Linked DNA regions of Mus musculus: region 1 is linked to region 2. Evidence: chromatin contacts called from public HiChIP or PLAC-seq data. All regions are on one chromosome and are shown on one strand. Each heading gives the region's core, a stretch centred on a gene start, on an enhancer-like site or on the middle of the called end of the contact. The rest is flanking DNA. Distances are from core to core; before and after follow the strand shown.

Region 1 (4,958 bases), core at 4-2,503, 59 kb after region 2:
TCTCATCTCTAGGGACTAGTCAGCACGCTCTACTAATGAGATCACACCACTCGGAACCAACCCTATGTGTCGGGCTGCCTCGCTCCTGAGTTAGTTTAGATTTGACTCAAACACACAGAACCCCTGGCGCAGTGTGTGATGCCGCCCTCGAGACCCCTGCATCCGCTAGGGGAGGCTTGTCGGGCCCCAGCTGTGGGGATCCACCAGAGGAGACTGCTTGGATTCAAGGTTTTGAGCCAATAGAAAGTCTTTATTAGCTAGCTGGGTGTTGGGGAGCCAGTGTAGCTCCAAGCCCCTATCAGGGCAGCCATTTGAGCACAAAAGCCATGTTCTGGGTTGACTAACAGTTAGAAGTGGAACTACAGAAGCTAAGGGGCAAGGTGAGTCCATTCAGAGACTTCCCAGAACGACAGGATTTGACGGAGTGGGTCTTTGTTCTCGTTTTTTTTGGCAGGCGGTGCTGTCTGCGTGTTGTTTTACGGCCTGAGTGGTACTTCCAGCCCTGAGGTGGTTATGCTAAGGTCTTAGGGCCTCCTAAGGTCTGGCACCCTGTTTCTCAGTAACCAACAGCCTTACAACGTGGTGGTTCCTTTCTTGTTCACATTCCATGCTGTCATAAGCTGGCTGCAGTTTTGTGCCAAGTCACCTGCATTCCAGGACCCAGGTTGAAGGAACAACCCTTATCTGGGGAATGGCTCCCTGCCAGACAGAGGTAGAATGATCCCCATTGCACAGTGCTATGACCCCGCAGGTGTCTTCTGTGAGCTGGCACACCTCTAGTATGTACACCAGTCACTAATGAAAGCAGTCACTCGCAAGAAGTAGTCTAGCCTGGTGTCAAAACGTTGGCTATCCCATTCTCCCCTGGAGTAGAATTCTGACCAGCTTGTTTCAGCTGCCTGCCCCATCCCCACGATTAGTTCTTAGCCTTCCTTCCCTGGGTTGAGACGATGACACACTGTCTGCTTCACACCATTCTGGGCTGCCTCTTCCCTGACAGGGCCTGGGTCAGTTGGACTACCTAAGACCATCTTTGGCCAAGGCCTACTCTGTACACCCATTCCAAGGCAATCTCCTCCCTCACACTTCCCAAAGCCCTGGAGTTCTGTAGCTGGAAATGCAAGCAGACCTGGAAGCCATTGGAGATGGATCCCTTCCCTCCCGTTTCCCTGGTAACATTAGGAAGGAAGTCTCTTAGGATTTAAATTACCACTGGGTGGGGCATCTGGGCTTTGTAGAGTCAAGAACTCAACAAAGGAGAACTACTACTTCCTGATTCTTTCTTCTAACAAAGAAAGGAGTTTTACCTCCAGCCCTGGGTAGGGACCTCATATCCCTCCCTGGGGATGGTGGCTGGCAGGACTTCCTTTCTGTATCCTTTCCACGGAGTCCTAACACAGAAAAGAGCAAGTTCTCTTCCATCCCACACCCTCTCTCTCTTACATACTGGCCAGGAACTGGACCATGCTTTCTCTGCCACTCTGGGCTCTTTTTACCTTTTCACAAAGCCCCACCCCCACACTTTTCCCACCCACGTGATTGTTTGCACATCGCCGTTGCAAACCCCCCTCCCCCTTCACTCTTCTTTTCCTTCGGCTTCCTCCTCCAGGCAGCTCTATAATTTTCTTCCAAACTCCAATAAAATTGTCCTCAAGCTTCCTTGCTGGTCTGTATTTAAATTCTTTTATCACAAGACTAAGAAACCAAGAAGGAAAATTTAGTTTCCCTGGTAACTAGGGACTCCCATTCTATGGCCACAGAGTCTTCTAACCTGAGCTTGTGTGAGCAGGCTGTGTAAGCAGCAGTCTGCCATAGGCCAGGTTCTTCCTGGGCACTGCTTTCCCTGTGCCCTTGCCAGGCTTCCAGAACTCCCAGCCGCAACCCCCCCCCCCCCCACAACTCTCACAGCCTCGGCTTTCTCTCTTCGCAACCTTGGGGTGGACACTCGGTCCTGCTTGGGTACTGTCTGCCTGTGAGCAGGCCCCTGTTACTTGCAGGTCACCAAGGTCTTGCCTGCTCTTCCCTTGACCTCGATCTACACCATGACACTTTCCAAGTCCTGCCAATTCGAGCTCTACAGTGTGCTACAAGTCTGCTCCATGTCTGTCCCCACTGTCCCACTCGGATCTAGCCTGGGTCACCACAAATGCTCTCCCAGTTGGGCTCTGAGGCATCTTTTCTTTCCCTCTTCATCCACACTCTGCTCAAAAGTCAAGAATAAAAATAAAAACAAGCCGGGCGGTGGTGGTGCACACCTTTAATCCCAACACTTGGGAGGCAGAGGCAGGTGGATTTCTGAGTTCGAGACCAGCCTGGTCTACAGAGTGAGTTCCAGCACAGCCAGGGCTACACAGAGAAACCCTGTCTCAAACAAACAAATAAAAACAAAATAAAACCAGAATTAAACGTTGTGGTGCATGACTATAATCCCAGCATTTGGGAGGCAGGGGTTTGAGGCCAGCAGGGGTGGGGGTGGGGGTGGGTGGGGTGGGGGGTTGCCGGGTGAGAGCTCAAGGCCCTGTGAGACTTAGCCAGACTCAGCTTTCCTTTCCCTCCAAGCCTCCCTTGCTGCCTCAGGCCTGCTCTCCATCTTTGGGGATCTTAGTCTGTGCTAAGTGTCTGCAAAGTGGGGAACTGGAAGCTTTACCTCCAAAGGTGGCCATGTTGGGGGAGGGACCTGTGAGCGAGCACTGGGCACTGTGGAACGGATTGCTGAGGTCTTTGTTCTGAAATCCGACTGGACCTCCACCTCCTGCCATGGGGTCATGATCATGCACCACAAAGATCTTCCCAGACTGCAGAAAACAAAACTAACAACCCCAAACTAGTTCATTAGTTTGCATTAAATGAGAACCGGTTTAGAGCTTGGTTCCGGGGATATACGCCTTCATGGTGGGGATTGTTGGAATAGAGCAAGGACTTGGTGCTTGGCAATAGGACAGCTCCTGTCTGTGGCAGCAGGAGGCTGCCTGCTGCTCCTATCTTGGTAGACTAGAAAGCCAAGAAGAGCCTGATGACATTCCTGTTCTTTATGTTTTGTTTTGTTTTGTTTTGTTTTTTCCCCAAAACAGGGTTTTTCTGTGTAGCCATGGCTGTCCTGGAACTCACTCTGTAGACCGGGCTGGCCTCAAACTCAGAAATCTGCCTGCCTCTGCCTCCCAAGTGCTGGGATTAAAGGCCTGTGCCACCACTGCTGGGCGAGATTCCTGTTCTTTATAAATGGCCCGATCTGATATTCCACTAGAGCTGCACCGAGGGACTGAGGTGATCCATGAGTTCTGTCCTGCCTCTGGCTCCAGACCCTGTGCTCAGCTGGTAGCTCAAGCTAACACATACCCTGGGATCACTGGTTAAAGCCCTCAGTGGTCCACTGAGCTATGCTTCCCCTAGGAAGTCTCTTCTCACCTCTATCCTAGAACGGAACCCTCCTGTATTCAAGGGGCCCATGAACGTAAGTATCTCTGCAACCCTGCGGCCCTGTGGAACAGTGTGGAGTGGTGCAGCAGGGTGGTGGGACAGTGGCAGTAAGGACAGTGACAACCATGAGGTAACAGTTCTTCAGCTCATACCACCAGTCAGTCACTATCCCACATGTTTTTGACAGATTAGTTTTCCACCAGTAAAGCTGCATGTTTTCAGACAGGGTCTCATGGAGACCAAGGTGGCTTCAACTATGGAGCGAATGCTCCTGCCCCAACCTTCTGAGCACAGGGCAGAATAGACAGATGTGCACCACCATGCCAAGTTGCTGCTATTTGTCTTTTCTTTTTCCAGCTGAAGTACAGCCTACAGCAAAAGACAAATTATAAGTGTAGAATTGAAAACCATCAGACCATTAGCACACACATGAACTGGACAGAGAGGAAGTACCTGGCTGCTCTCTCTAGAAGTCCCACTGTGCCTGGCTGCTCTCTCTAGAGGTCCCACTGTGCGCCTGGCTGACTTACCCTAGGACACACCCTTCCCCTGGCATCTGGTCCCAGAGATTCAACCTGCCTGTGTCTTCAGGGTTGAACTAAATGGAATTTTGCCTAGGACAAAGTTGATTGAGCCTCTCCCACAGTCTGCAGGCTGAGCACCTGCTTTCTGGGTTCCATAAACACGGTCTGTGGTTAGCTGCGGCTGGCCCCTTTGGGATCAGGTAGCTTTCAGCATGATATGGAGACTCGCTCCTTGTGGATTGGATACCACCGTGTCCTAGTTAGCTTCAACTGTCAACTTGACACAGCCTAGAGTTATCTGAGATGGAAGCCTCAACTAAGACACTGCCTAGATCAGTGAGCGTGTTTTGTTTTATTTTGTTTTTTAATTGTGGGGGAGGCGGGGAAAATGTCTTAACTGGCAATTGAAAAGGGAAGACCCAGCCTCCCTGTGGGTGATGCCATACCTAGGCAGTTGGACCTGAGCTAGCAAGATCTGAATGAGTAAGCCAGTAGGCAGTGTTCCTCCATGGCTTCCGATGTTCCTGTTGTGGCCTCCCTTAGTGATGGTCTGTGAAATGGAATTATAAGTCAAACAAATCCTTTCTTCTCCTAAGTTGCTTTTGGCCAAGGTATTTGTCATAGCAACAGAAACTGCACTGTGCCCCAGGCTATGAAGAGCATGCACACACTCTTGTCAGCCTGCCCACATCTTGTGAATGCACATGTGCTTATTTGGCTTCCCCGAGTCACGGAGTCAGCACACATAGACTCTGGTGGGCTCCATCAGCCAAGTCTGAGCATTCTCCCGAGTGCTGAATCCTGTCTCCTGCCGGCATGTGATGAGAGCCATCCTGGTTCGTTCACACTGGGCAGACTCCACACCACATGTGCTCAGGACCAACCACCCTCTACTTCCTGGCCACCAGGCATGGCTCATCACCAATCAAAAGTGCCCACTGGGATGCTATCTCTGTCTGTGGTCCTCACATCCGGTGTTGGCAAAGTCGGCATTGAATCTTAAGAGTTCCAAAACAC
Region 2 (5,264 bases), core at 1,542-4,041:
ATATGTTCTCACAGAGCCCACATCAGTTCCTACCAGAGACAGCTGTTACAAAAAGGGCAAAATTGCCAAGAGTGGTGGTTGGCGCAGGCCTTTAATCCCACTTGGGAGGCAGAGGCAGAGATGGGCAGATCCCAGTGTTCATGGCCAGCCTGATCTACATAATGAGACCCTGTCTAGTTGGGGGGGGGGCATTTTAAAAAATAAATTAGCTTTTAGAAAAAAAAATAACAGGAAAAAGAGGAGTTTGTTTTGTTGTTTGGCTTTCAGCACTGGGGATAAAACCCAGGTTCTGGCACATGCTAGGCAAGTGGTCGACCCTTGAGCTCCCTCTCAACCCCAGGAGGTGGGAATTAAAATGCAGGGAATCTCCCAGCAAATGAAGCAATGAGCTAAATCAAGAGATGTAAATGGAGAAAATAGAACTCATGTGGAAATTCAATTCAAACACAGAGTGAGAGGTCTAGTTCACAAAAAGAAAAAGAAAAAACAAGAAAGAAAAGGCTGAACGTGGTGATACACACCTTTAGGTCTACACAGAAAGTTCCAGGACGCCTGGAACATTCCAGAACATAACAGAGAGACCTTGCCTCAAAAAAGAGAAGAAATTAATGTCTTGCAGCTCTGGGGGCTGGGACACTCCAAAGCACAATGCCGACATCCAGACTCACCCATGGCAGAAGCCAGCACATGCCAAGGCCGAGTGAGCACATGTGACAGCTTGCCTCTTTGAGAGTAGAGCCCTCATGGCCCGTCACTGCCCAAGGGCTCTCCTGCCCTTGGCACTGCTGAGCTGGGGCATAGGAGTTCCCGGGGATTGACCCAAAGCCTAGTAAGTACGGTGCACTTCCCAAAGAGACCTGAGTTCATGAGTTCACATGGCTACAGCGGCTGAGCTGGACCAAGGGCAACCACCCAGGGCGGTCACTCTGAAGAGTCACAGGGCCTTTAGTCACAGACCTGTCAGGTTTCCATCTCTCACAGTGAAATGTTTATTTGGTTATGTAATTAAGTTAATTTTTTAAGTGATAACATTTACAAAGCACTGTTTACTCCAGGCTGTGCCAGTGAAGTCCATTCTTGAAAACTACTTTTTTGTTTGTTTGTTTGTTTGTTTGTTTTAGAAAACAGTGTTTCTCTGTGTAGCCCAAGCTGTCCTGAAACTTGCTCTGTAGACCAGGCTGGCTTCGAGCTCACAGATTTGCCTACCTCTGACTTCCTAGTGCTGGGAGGTTTCTTGAAAACTTTTTAAAATTTTATTTATTTATTTATTTATTTATAAATAATAAATGCTCTCATGCATGTACGTACACCACATGTGCCTGTTGGATCCACTAGAATTGAGGTTACTGATGGTTGTGAGCCAACATGTGGATGCTGGGACTTGAACCCAGGTCCTTTGCAAGAGCAACAAGTGCTCTTAACCACTGAGCCATCTCTCCAGTCCTCTAAAGTATTCTTGTCACACTCACCTTGACTGATATTTTAGATTACTTTACCCTTCTGCTCAAAAGTCAAAGAGGCTCCCCGTGGCCTTGAGAGTAAAACCAACTCAGCCTGGTTCCAGACGTGCCTGGCCCTCCCACCTCCAGGCCTTTCCCTTCTGGAAATGTTCTCTGTGTCCCCTCTCCCTAATGAAACAATGCTCTTGGTTCAAGACCCAGCTGGACCTGCTCAGCCTCGGTGGCTAAGGCCTGACTGCGCCAAAAGCTCATTTAACCCTTAGCTTTCTGTCCTGGAGATGATGCAGGGTATGGGTGCCTTGTTTCAGTTGCAGTTGATGCTCAGGAGAGCCTGTCCTTGGCTTTTATTACCTCAGCTGTTTCTCACAGAAGTTCTGGGAGCAGATGCCATACTTAGCTGTTTTGCTAATCAGGACAAGCTCAGGCAGGTTAAGGGCCCTGCATATAATAAGCAAATGTGTGCCCATAAACACTTTGAAATGTTAGTGCCTGGGTTTGATTTGTTTTAGTTTTTTGAGACAGGGTTTCATGTAGCCCAGGCTGGCCTCAAACTTTCTATGGACTTGAACTCCTCATCCTCTGGCCTCTACCTCCCAAGGGCTTGGACTATAGCCATGAGTGGTCACCGGTGGCAGTACTGGGTTTATTTGTTTGATTGATTTTCTTTTCTGGAACAAGTTCTTGATGGGTACAGGTTGACCTCACCTCCCTCCAATTCTCCTGCCTCAGTCTCCCAAGTGCTAAATTACGGGTATATGGACCACACCTGTATCAGTCCCTTCTTTATAAAGTGTAGGCACAATGAAAGCCCATAGCAAGCAATTTCAGGATTAATCCAGGGAGGGCTGGAAGTCATTCTGTGCAGCAATTCCTACTGAGATGAGCTCAAAGAAATTAGGTGGCTTCAAGGTGACACAAAGCTTCAAGTTGGCTTTGGCATCCACCTCCTTCCATTTCCACTTCCCAGCCTGGAACCCTCCAGGCTGCTGGGTTCCATTTTTAGTGGGTACAGATACTGTGGTCAGTGAGAGTTTCTAAGTGTATACAGCAAATTGGCTAATGGGGGAACCTGAGGAAGCCCCACTGTGCTGGTCGGAACCAGCACAGGCATAGCCCATTAAAGGCTAATGATGAAGGGTGGCCACTCTGTAAGTGAACCAGAGGCACGGGATAGACATCCAGGTACCCAGCAGCCATCTACCGTGGTGGTGGGTTCGGGTGTATTCACCCTGCAGTAGCAGGGCGGAGTGAAGGTGGGGGCTCGGTGAGAAGCTTAGCAACTCCATCCAGATGCGAATTGTCTCTCCCACACTTCCCGGCAGCAGGGGCCTCCATTAGAGCCTTCGAGGGGTCAGAATCCACACCTCTGCAAATGGGCCCGCTTTCCCAGGGCCCCCCTGCCCAGACCTTCCCTGGGCTCTGTGGGTTTTGACACCTCTCTGCAACCTGGCAGGGGACCACCTCACACCTTTAGTCCAGATAAAAGCTAGGACCTGGAGGTGACCGGTCCAGCTTCCCAGAGTCACACCAGCCATGGCCCAGTCGCCTCCTCCTCAGAGCCTCCAGGGTCTCGACCACTGGGTCTTCTCCCAGGGCTGGGGCTGGGCTCAGCAATCGGACTCCACGTCTCCGGCCTCGTCCTCAGATTCGTCCGGTTCCTGCCCTTGCTACGCCACCCGTCGGCCCTCGCAGCCCGCCGGCCCGGCCCGTAGCACGCGCACTACCCAGGCGACGGCGCCCCGACGAACGCGCCCAGCGCCCGCAGGCGGACAGCGGCAGAGCGCCAGCGAGCGCGAGAAGCTGCGCATGCGCACACTCGCCCGCGCGCTGCAAGAACTGCGCCGCTTCCTGCCGCCGTCGGTGGCACCTGCAGGCCAGAGCCTGACCAAGATCGAGACGCTGCGCCTGGCCATCCGCTACATCGGCCACCTGTCAGCCCTGCTGGGCCTCAGCGAGGACAGTCTGCGGCGCAGGCGCCGACGGAGTGCGGACGCGGCGTTCTCTCACCGATGCCCTCAATGCCCCGACGGTGGCAGCCCCTCACAGGCTCAGATGCTTGGTCCTAGCCTGGGATCAGCCATGAGTAGTGGGGTGTCCTGGGGGTGCCCGCCTGCTTGTCCTGGACCTCTGATCTCACCTGAAAACCTTGGGAACAGGATCTCCAACGTGGATCCCTGGGTGACACCTCCTTATTGTCCCCAAATACAGTCACCCTTACACCAGTCCCTAGAAAGAGCCGCTGACTCCTCTCCCTGGGCACCACCTCAAGCATGTCCTGGCATGCAGATGTCCCCAGAGCCTAGGAACAAGACTGGACACTGGACACAATCCACTGAACCTGCAGAGCTGACTAAAGTGTATCAGGTAGGTCCTAGGACCCCTGCCATTTTCATGGCTTCATTTGGAACTAAAGTGGACGGTCTCTCGTTTGTACAGGGTCTCCTACTCATCAGGTCCCAGGTTATCCAATGAAGGGATAGATGGAAATAGCCTTATTTACACCTGTAGGAGAAGAGATGAGGCCCCGGGAAGTTATAGCCACTGCCATAATTGCCACCTTTGCTGTGCAACAGTCACCACAGCTTGGTGAAGAGAGGATGGCCCTCGGATTTACACAGAGGCCAGGGTGGAAGGCGAGGGCCTTCACTAGCTGGAAATTCTAAGTTCAGTACATGAGTGAGGCCCAGGGGTATTGGCAGCACCTCCTAAATAGATCCTTCTGGAAGTGGTGACCTGAGTGTTTTCTTTGAGATGCGTTCATCCATAAATGACTTGTGGCCCATAAAAGATTATAGTGATGACTGGGTTTTACCAAGCACTCTCTGGTTGCTTTGTACTTTCCCTGTATCCGATTATACAGCTCTATGATGCGTTATGATGCTAATACAGCACCCCATTTTACAGGTGGGAAAACTGACATGAAGAAACTTCTCATAGCAGAGCTAGGATTTGAAGGTTGGCAGTGGGTCCCCAGAACCAGGATTCTTGATTTCTATGGTCCACTGTATGAGTTCCCCTGAGGCTATGCAGGCAGCACCAGCTACACTGGGGAACCAGCTACACTGGGGAAAGAGCCAGGTTTGAAATCTCCAGTCAGTGACCATGTCATACAACCCCCCTATTTCTCTTGCAGAGTCTTTCTGTGTCTCCAGAACCCTGCCTGTCCCTGGGAAGCCCACTTCTCCTGCCCCGCCCATCATGCCAGAGACTACAGCCTCAGCCTCAGCCTCAGCCTCAGTGGGGCTGCTGGGGCCACGATGCAGAGGTGCTCTCCACCTCTGAGGATCAGGGTTCCAGCCCTGCCCTCCAGCTTCCTGTGGCCAGCCCCACCCCCAGCTCAGGCCTGCAGCTCAGTGGCTGTCCTGAACTTTGGCAGGAAGACCTGGAAGGACCCCCACTGAATATTTTCTACTAATATGGCCTTACCTGCACCCTGCGGTGTGGATTTGGGCTGCCTTGGAAGTGCCTTTATCTGCCTCTTCTGTGACATTTTGAGGTCTGCTTAGCTATGGCCCCCCTTTCCCAGATGACCCCTTTCATGGAAACGGTGTCTGGGGCAGATAAACATTGGGTACCTTCACTGTTTTGAGGGGGGCTGAGACAAGACACCCCCGCTTCTAGGTATCTTCTAGAGCAGTGATTCTCAACCTTGCTAATGCTGTGACCCTTTAATACATACAGTTCCTCATGGTGTGGTGACCCCCCCCAACCATAAAATTATCTTATTGCTACTTCATAACTGTAATTTTGCTACTGTTATAAATCATAATGTAAATCTCTGTGTTTTCTGGTAGTTTTAGGTAA

Evidence for each region. HiChIP or PLAC-seq counts read pairs in DNA pulled down with a chosen protein or histone mark.
Region 1: a contact with region 2 is called in an H3K27ac HiChIP or PLAC-seq map of embryonic stem cells, with 4 times the contacts expected there. The contact joins the enhancer-like site here to the promoter of Mesp2 in region 2. A contact is called at or near these places in 2 of 39 promoter capture datasets (the C10 cell line and second pharyngeal arch cranial neural crest), 1 of 15 datasets of contacts at CTCF or cohesin (the NIH/3T3 cell line), 7 of 484 Hi-C or Micro-C datasets (bone marrow-derived macrophages, embryonic fibroblasts, embryonic stem cells and 4 more), 4 of 115 datasets of contacts at active chromatin or transcription factors (bone marrow-derived macrophages and embryonic stem cells) and 4 of 9 other capture datasets (adipose tissue, embryonic stem cells, liver and 1 more).

Annotation. Positions count from the first base shown.
Region 1 is chr7:79,868,053-79,873,010 of GRCm38.p6, forward strand. No RefSeq gene overlaps it. Among named protein-coding and RNA genes, the nearest start is that of Anpep, 22 kb to the left of the region's middle. Within about 2 kb of position 1,254, at least 44 of the 459 cell types and tissues checked have an H3K27ac peak or open chromatin away from gene starts, as enhancers often do. A contact at or near this core is called in adipose tissue, bone marrow-derived macrophages, embryonic stem cells and 1 more, where this site is marked.
Region 2 is chr7:79,807,936-79,813,199 of GRCm38.p6, forward strand. Mesp2 (mesoderm posterior 2) reads left to right here and starts at 2,792. Exons shown (of 2, transcript NM_008589.2): 1 at 2,792-3,824; 2 at 4,594-5,264. The coding sequence starts at 2,994. The coding sequence ends at 4,875.